Regions from separate parts of the Rattus norvegicus genome. Here region 1 is linked to region 2. Evidence: chromatin contacts called from public Hi-C data. All regions are on one chromosome and are shown on one strand. Each heading gives the region's core, a stretch centred on a gene start, on an enhancer-like site or on the middle of the called end of the contact. The rest is flanking DNA. Distances are from core to core; before and after follow the strand shown. Region 1 holds the start of Slc7a8 (solute carrier family 7 member 8). Region 2 overlaps Slc7a8 (solute carrier family 7 member 8).

Region 1 (4,127 bases), core at 1,262-3,761, 38 kb after region 2:
TATGTTAGTGTGTATGTGTATGAATGTATGAGTATATACGTGTGAGTGTGTATGTATGTATGTAGAGCATGTGTGTGAGTATGTGTGTGTATGTATGAGTATGTGCGTCTGTGTATATATAGGTATTTGTGTTATGTGTGTGTATATGTGTATTTTTTTTGGTGTGAGTGTGTATGTATGTATGTAGAGCATGTGTGTGAGTATGTGTGTGTATGTATGCATATATGTGTATGAGTCAGATACTTCCCCAAGGTGGGGTGGGGGATACAAAGCCTATCCATCAAATTAATGAAAGACATAACAGACTCTGGCCTATTTATAGATCTTAAATTGGCATGTGTTCTACAGGTTGCGTTGAATTAAAAAATATAGTAAGACCAGATAATGTGAGCTTCAGATCGTGACTCCTGTTTTGAGGATTTGTTCCCTCACAACATTGTCTCTTTATAACTGTAAATATTTGGAGTATATAGATAACCTTCCATTCTGGAAGGGGATTGGAAAGAACATGGCCACTGAAGTCAGGGTGCAGAGGTGGAGAGGATTATCTGAGCACTGTGCTGATTTTATTTGACTTCAAGGATGTTCTCCAGTGTCACTCTGGCTCTGGTGCCAAACGTCCCTGAGCTGTTCACAGAACACTGTTACATCGACAGAAACTAGTTTATGGGCAGCAAGAAACAGTACACCTTCGCTAAGGAACTCCAGAGGAGAGAGAGCACATAGGGACTCATCTGAGAGTCTTGTGGTGCTTTCCCTGGGAAGAAGCCCTCAGCGGAAGGCAGCAGACCAAAGCCCCCTTTTTGAGGGAAGGTAGTGAGGAGCCACTGCCCAGCGCCCACCTGCAGGGCTTCTTTACAAAGACAAGAGTGTCCTCTGTAGACGAGAGAGTTGTCTCTGGAAGCCTGAGCCCTACACAAGTGCTCTTGGGAAGCAAGACCTATACTGGCACTCTCTGGATCACCCAGCTCCTCTCCTAGAGAGCTTCCAGGACAGAGCACACATTTCACCCATGAATTCCTCCTGTACTCCACAATCCACTCACTCCGGGTTCCCTCTACAAACCTCACAGGGTCTTCTGTGTGTGTTAAAACACACCCCCACACACAGGCAACCAGAGAAACTGAAAACTCCGTGTAGAGAACATAGTCGAGTCAGCTGGTTCTCCCTTCCATATTTTCCTCATCCCAGACAGTAAGAACAGCCTGGCTGTCACATCTATTTCACAAATGCTACATAGGATGGACCAGCCTATAAAGAACCATCATTACGAAGTGTTTTTACTACTGCTGTTTTGCTCTTTGTGGTATTACCACAATGCTTCATAACATAAGGCAACAAAATATGCTTCAAAAGCAGGTTCGCAGCCTGCAGAGGGTGGCTGCATAGAAGCTAGTTAAAAATCCATGTGTCAGCCTGAATTAGGATCTCCCGGATCAGAACTGCATAGTGACAACCCGGAAAGAATTTGTTACACTTCTAATAAATTCCCAGGGAATACTTGGTACGCAGAGCCAGCATGGTTCCTGACTCCTGTTTGTTCTATTCTAAGGAGAGAGCGGCTCAGCCTGGCTTGGTTGAAGCGATGTCTGACAGACATCACTTCCAGAGCTCTGACTTGGCCGGTGCAGGTGGACAACACAAGTCAGAGACAAAGCAAAGCTGCTTTAGGGGCTTTGGTGGGGTTAAAGTCCCGCGGAGGACCCCTGGGGAGGGGGTGGTGTGGTGCCGGGGGCCCCGCAAAGGACCTGGACTCACCTACAATGATACCACAGGCGCTGACCAATCCGATCTCTTTCTTCAGGGCTACTCCGCCCCCTCCCGAGCTAGCCTCGGCCTCAGGGCTGGTGTCAGATCCGCGGTCCGGGTGGTTCTTCGCGGTGTTGTTTCGCTGTCGGGTTCCCTTTTCCATCTTTCTCCGTAGGGTTCCGACCACCAAAAGCTAAAAAGAGCAGTCTCTTTCTAAACGCTCGTGCGTATAAATGCAGAGATACGCGGAAAAACAAGTTTCCAATTAGAACGCCCTTTTCAGAAACGGAGAGCGAGCGCTCCTAGGCTCTAAAAGTGACAGCAAACGAGAGTCACACGTGTCACTGCTAACAAACAAGGGCCGTGCTTTTTAAATGGAAGGCAAAGAACATATATATCTAAATACAAAAATAGAACTGTACCAGCGACTCCAGCTGGAATTCTCCGGAAAGCGTTTATCTTCAGAAGCCCAGGATGGCTCTGCTCGGTGTACCGGGCGGCGGCTTGCTCTGGTCAGAATTTCCCTGCAGCCCTCCTAACGAAACAGATCGCCTCCACCTTCCCTTAAGTCTCTTTTACCACGAGGGTAAAAGTAGTTCTCGTTAGCCGAGAGGGCGGAGGAGGAGCGGTGCTCAGGTACTTTCTTCTCGCTCGCCGGCTCGCGATCAGGTTTCCACCTGCTGCGGTCGCCCCTTCTCGCCCTTGTCCGCTCCGAGCTCCGTGCTCACGCCGCAGATCGTTCCATCTGTGAGGGCAGGGTGGCTGCTGCGCTCGCGAATGTGCTTCCCTTTCGGCTGCGGCGTTTATTTGCGGACCGAGGCTCCGCCCCCACCTCCTCCGTTCCTCGCCATCCTCAGCCGCATCTCCTCCCTCCCCTTCTATTTAATTATTAGTACCCTCTACCCCCAAAGATCACGGAGAAAAGGCCTTAAAACATTTCTTTCTTTCTTTCTTGTTTTCTTAGTGGAAACAAGGGAAGGGTCGGCCGCAGGGGGAAGACACAAGCCAAGGCTGCATCTCAGGTCGCACAGCATTTGTGTGCTCTGTAAGGGCACACAGTTCTGCAGGCTTTTGATGCCTTCAGAAATACACTGACCAGTGTACTAAAATGTTTAGGTGTGGATCATTTGAGGACAAGGTCGAGAAAGCTGCCGGGATATCGTCATCAAGCTGTTTCCTGAAGTAGGAGAAGGTTTTGGTAGGGGACAATGTGGAAGGACTTTTTAGTTAGGCTGAAGAGTTTCTCTTAGGGACTGACAAGAAAGTTAAATAAAATTATTAAGAATATGGGGTAGTTGCAACATTCGTCTGAAGCAGAGTAAGGAGGATTCTGACCTGACCCATGACCCCTAATATTTTATCACAAAATCTTTGAACTTCGGGACTGTGAGCCCTTCACTGATCAGGAAGCAGATTTGTTGATGCTAAGAATGGTAACTGTTAAGTTTATTGGCATTGCACGCCCACTTCCCTGAAGAACTTGATTCAAGACTGTTGCTTCACCTCATGAACCGTGTCTACTTCTAACTGTAAAGTACTTTGGGGAAAAAAAAAAAAACAAACCATGAAACAATATTATATACCATGCTGAAAAACTAGGTTTTTTTTTCACATACTGTACAAAGTGATTTGATTTAAAAATAAGTCTAAAAAATAAAATTCCAAAGGGCCTAGTGGCACACATCTTTCATCTGAGCACTTGGGATGCAGAGGCAGGCAGAGCTCTCTGAGTTTAAGGCTAGCCTGGGCTACAAAGTGAGATTCTGTCTAAATGAGACAAACGCAATTCCTGACCACTAACTACACAAAATCGGTTTCGCTTTTTTTGGAAAATGCTCTAAACCCGTTAGATCTTTCAAGAAAATAATACGTTGGACCCCTTTGGAAGTGGGGTTGGCTAAGCTATCTGGAACAGCTCTCCCAGAGAGGGTAAAGTCCAGCCAACAGTCTCCCTTCCCCGTCTGCCCCTTGATCACCCTACTCAGCAAGTATGGAGAGGTTTCAAAGGTTGAGATCTCACCCCTTCTCCTTCTGTTGGTTTAAGATATAGCAGATTGAAGGCCTCAGCAAAAAGAAGAAAGTGGGGGGAGCGTGTAAATCATTTTCAACAATGACCAGACAAGGTTGGAGTATATAGCACAAAACTCCATGGGAGAAAGTGAGGGATGAGTCGGGGAAGCATGGAGAAGTGTGAGCTTCTCCTCCCAAGCTTAGGGAACACAAGGGGAAACTTGATGGATTCATTCATTATTAAGCAACCCAATGTGAAGACTTCTGCTCAGATCGCAACATCAAGGGAGTAAAACGGCTCTGCTCCTCACATGTGAGTTCTTTCAGTGATATTTTGTAGTTTCCGTTTGAACGGTGCAGGTTGATAT
Region 2 (4,073 bases), core at 573-3,072:
TTATGTAGACCAGGCTGGCCTTGAATTTATAGATACCTGCCTGCCTCTGCCTCCAGAGGGCTGGGATTAAAGGTGTGCACAACCACGACTGGCCAAGCAGGAATCTTAAAAGCAGGAATCTTACGAAGTACTTGAGAACAAGGGGGTAACATTTTGCCTGGTTGCCCTTTTCCTGAAATAGTGATCGGGATACTCTCTAGTGCTCAAAAGGTACACACAGTGTAAAAGCACCGACTACCTCTGCTTTTTCTGCCTCCCATGGGCTCTGACTCCACTTGAATGGCTAAGGTACAGCACCACCTTATCCTTTTTTTTTTTTTCTTTTCTTTTCTTTTCTTTTTTTCGGAGCTGGGGACCGAACCCAGGGTCTTGCGCTTGCTAGGCAAGCGCTCTACCACTGAGCTAAATCCCCAACCCCCCACCACCTTATCCTTAAATGGACTCCTGTTTCCCAATCTCACTGGACCCTGAGGCCACGTCACTGGGGCAGGAAGGTCCTGCGTTACCAGCTATGTGTGATCTCTTCCCTGCTTTGCTTTGCACTGGCAAACTCTTCCCACCTTTCCAGACCCCCCTGTCCCACAAAGCTTTGTCATTTTATGGGTTCCCAGCAACTTGCCTTCAAGGGAAGCGATATCGGTCACATTTTATAGACCAGGTACAAAGTTTGTCCTTCCTAGGTGGAACAGTCTCAGGCCATTTTGCTTACATCTCATTGTGATACGTGTTCATATTCAAGTTACCTGAGGCAGGTGGACTGGTCTGAGTTCAAGGCTATCCTAGAGTATATATCAAGTACTGGGTTAGCCAGGGCTGCTCATTAAAATTCAGTCTTTAAATACATACACACACACATACATACATACATACATACATACATACATACATACACACACACACATACATACATACATACATACATACATACTTATATATATATATATTTTTTTTTTTTTGGTTCTTTTTTTCGGAGCTGGGGACCGAACCCAGGGCCTTGCGCTTCCTAGGTAAGCGCTCTACCACTGAGCTAAATCCCCAGCCCCCATACTTATATATTTATATTAACGTTTTCCTCTTCTTTTTTTCCCGGAGCTGAGGACCAAACTCTCAGGGCCTCACACTTGCTAGCAAGCGCTCTACCACTAAGCTAAATCCCCAACCCCTGTTTTCCGTTTTCCTCTTCCTCCTCTTCCTCCTCTTCCTCCTCTTCCTCCTCCTCCTCTTCCTCTTCCTCTTCCTCTTCCTCCTCCTCCTCCTCCTCCTCCTCCTCCTCCTCCTCCTCTTCCTCCTCCTCCTTCTATCTTTTTCATGCCTTTAGCTCCCATGCATCTCATTGGTGCCCACAAACAGCAGAAGCACAACAAATATTTAATAAGGGAAGAAAATGCTGTAATCCATTAGTTCTGCAGTTTCCGTCTACATTCCACAGTGGACGCCACTCTCCACTGTTCCCTTAGAATTTCACTAACTGTGGAGACAATCCCTAGCTGTTTTCACAGAGTGGAAAGTGTAATGGGAAGTTTGGCTTCTGAGAGTAGAGACTCCTGATTCCCCACGCAAGAGTGATTAGTCAACCCAGTATCACAGCAGAAGAATCAAAACATGTTGCTGGACGAAGGATTTTGAAAGTGCCTGAGCAGGGAGAACATTTTGTAAATACTAGAATGTTCCAGATGGACAGAGATCTTGATAAACACACATTTGGTTATCTTACTCAACTCAGTAAGGACTTCAGGATCACATGCCTGGTGATAACCCAGCCCAAGTCACTAAACAACTTGGCCGTGACCTTGTCTTCTCCCCAGGGCCCTGAAACACGCTGGGTACAGGGCCAGGTGTCCTATACCCAGAAACCCAGGCGGAATCATCAGCGATGACTAAAGGGTGAAGGAGACTGGATTATAAAAAGACCTGAAAACAGAACCCACATGGCAAACCCACGTGACTCAGGGATGAGTAAGGATTGGGAAGCAAGGGCTTGGGTCTTGACCCCCCACCCCCAACCCTACCCTCACAAACAAAACCATCTCCACCGAGGGGAGGTGAGGCCAGGGTAGAGAGATGACAAGAAAGTACTTGAGGAAAACAAAGGCAGAGCGGGACAAACCCACAAGAGGGGAGAACCTGGCTCTTTCCCTGTGTGCTGGACTAGAAAACATCAAATCCTCTTTACAAAACTCAGGGTGACTGAGGTGACCAAAGGATAGGCGTTCCTTTACCTCCAAACGTCAGGAGATCTCAGACCTTGACTAATATTTAGCCTTTCATTGTCAGAGGGATCTTTCAGGAGTGAGACAAATGGTGAGAGGGAGCAAGGGCTGAGCAGATGGCCTGTGCCCCCGGTCTCAGCAGAACAGTGCTATAGGCCCAAGTGTTACCCTTCACCCTTCGGCTGGGCCTTCACAGCAGGTGACTGGGAGGAGAGAGGGTACTTTGAGTCTCCTAGTATAGCAGAACAGCTTCCAACACAGCGGCTGAAACCTGAGCCTCCAAGCAGAGAGGAAAGGTCAGAGAGTGAAGGCAATACTTGCTAGGTGTTTGCCAAGGCCTTCTGTGTGCAGGAAGCCTGCTGCTGCCCATCCAACACCCAGCACCCCTTTCTGTGGCCAATGACTATGTTCTCTCTCTGTCTCTCTGCACAGCTAGACCCTGACTTCTGCATACCTGCAGTCTAGTGACTTAGGAAGGCCACATGAATAAGGGACCGCTGGCACTATAGCTTGAAACATTAAGGTTTCTATTTACCCATCACCCATCTACACAGGCTCTACTGGGGCCAGGCCCTCTGGTATAAGAGTGAGTTGAGAGACAACTGGAAGCTAGGCATAGTGGTATGTTCCTGTAATTTGAGCACTCAGGAGGCTGAAGCTAGGGGGCAGACATGACTTCGAGGTCACCCTTGGCTGCTTAATGAATTCCAGGCTAGCCTGAGCTACAGAGACCTTGTTTTAACTCCCCCTTCAATACTCCTTCTCCAAACCCCAAACAAACAAAAATGGTGAACACAAAATGATGTGTTGAAAGCAGAAGTAGCATGGGTGTCAGTCCATGCTGGGCCAGCCCAGCCCCGGGAATCTTGTGGAAGAGATGTAATGTAAGTTTTATAGCTTTGGTCTAGCTAGAAAAAGTCATGGAAAACTCTAGTTCTTTTCCATAGTAATCTATCCCTAGTGGTCACTGGTTTTTAGAGCTCTGTGGAATTCCAGACTTATCTGATTCTCTTGGGCATCTCTCTCTCTCTCTCTCTCTCTCTCTCTCTCTCTCTCTCTCTCTCCCTTTCTTCCTTTATTTCTTTCCTCTTTTTTGTTTTGTTTCCTCAGTTAAGAATTAGAAAAAGAAAAATATGAAAAGACCACAAAGGGGCTGGAGAGATGGCTCAGTGGTTAGAGCACTGACTGCTCTTCCTGAGGTCCTGAGTTCAAATCCCAGCAACCACATGGTGGCTCACAACCATCTGAAGTGAGGTCTGATGCCCTCTTCTGGTGTGTCTGAAGACATTGACAGTGTACGCACATACATGAAATAAATAAATCTTTTTTTTTTTTTTTTGGTTCTTTTTTTCGGAGCTGGGGACCGAACCCAGGGCCTTGCGCTTCCTAGGCAAGCGCTCTACCACTGAGCTAAATCCCCAACCCCATAAATCTTTAAAAAAAGAGAAGAAAAGAAAAGACCACCAAGAAGATCTGCTGAGTTGGGGAGTCTTGAGTGGCCAGATTAGGCCACTTATCAAGGTCCTGTTTGAGAGAAGGAGAGTGTGAGAGAGAATAGTGTGTGTGAGAGAGGAGATACAGCTCAGCAGAAGAGTGCTTGACTAGCATTCATGAGGTCCTAGGTTCAATTCCCAGTGCTGGTAAGAAAAATAAACCCAAACTAGAAAGCAACCATGGCCAGCAAGATGGCTTGGGGGATAAAGGTGCTTGCAGACTTGATGACCTGGCTTCCATCCCTAGGACCCACATAGTAGAAGCGGGAATCAATTGCTCGAAGTTATCCCCGGAGCTCCTTCATATGTAACCTTGCATATGTCCCCTTCCCTGATAAAAACACGTACACGCACATGCATGCACTCGCAC

What was found. Hi-C and Micro-C count contacts between places; a contact is called where the count stands out from the background.
Region 1: a contact with region 2 is called in a Hi-C map of psoas muscle, with 2.6 times the contacts expected there. The contact joins the promoter of Slc7a8 here to the enhancer-like site in region 2. A contact is called at or near these places in 3 of 12 Hi-C or Micro-C datasets (hepatocytes, prefrontal cortex and psoas muscle).

The regions. Positions count from the first base shown.
Region 1 is chr15:32,210,204-32,214,330 of GRCr8, forward strand. Slc7a8 (solute carrier family 7 member 8) reads right to left here and starts at 2,512. Exons shown (of 11, transcript NM_053442.1): 1 at 1,759-2,512. The coding sequence starts at 1,912.
Region 2 is chr15:32,172,584-32,176,656 of GRCr8, forward strand. The region is part of intron 3 of Slc7a8 (solute carrier family 7 member 8); the gene reads right to left. LOC134482118 (a long non-coding RNA gene) reads left to right here. Exons shown (of 2, transcript XR_010058137.1): 1 at 1-4,073. Among named protein-coding and RNA genes, the nearest start is that of Cebpe, 33 kb to the left of the region's middle. Within about 2 kb of position 1,823, at least 5 of the 93 cell types and tissues checked have an H3K27ac peak or open chromatin away from gene starts, as enhancers often do.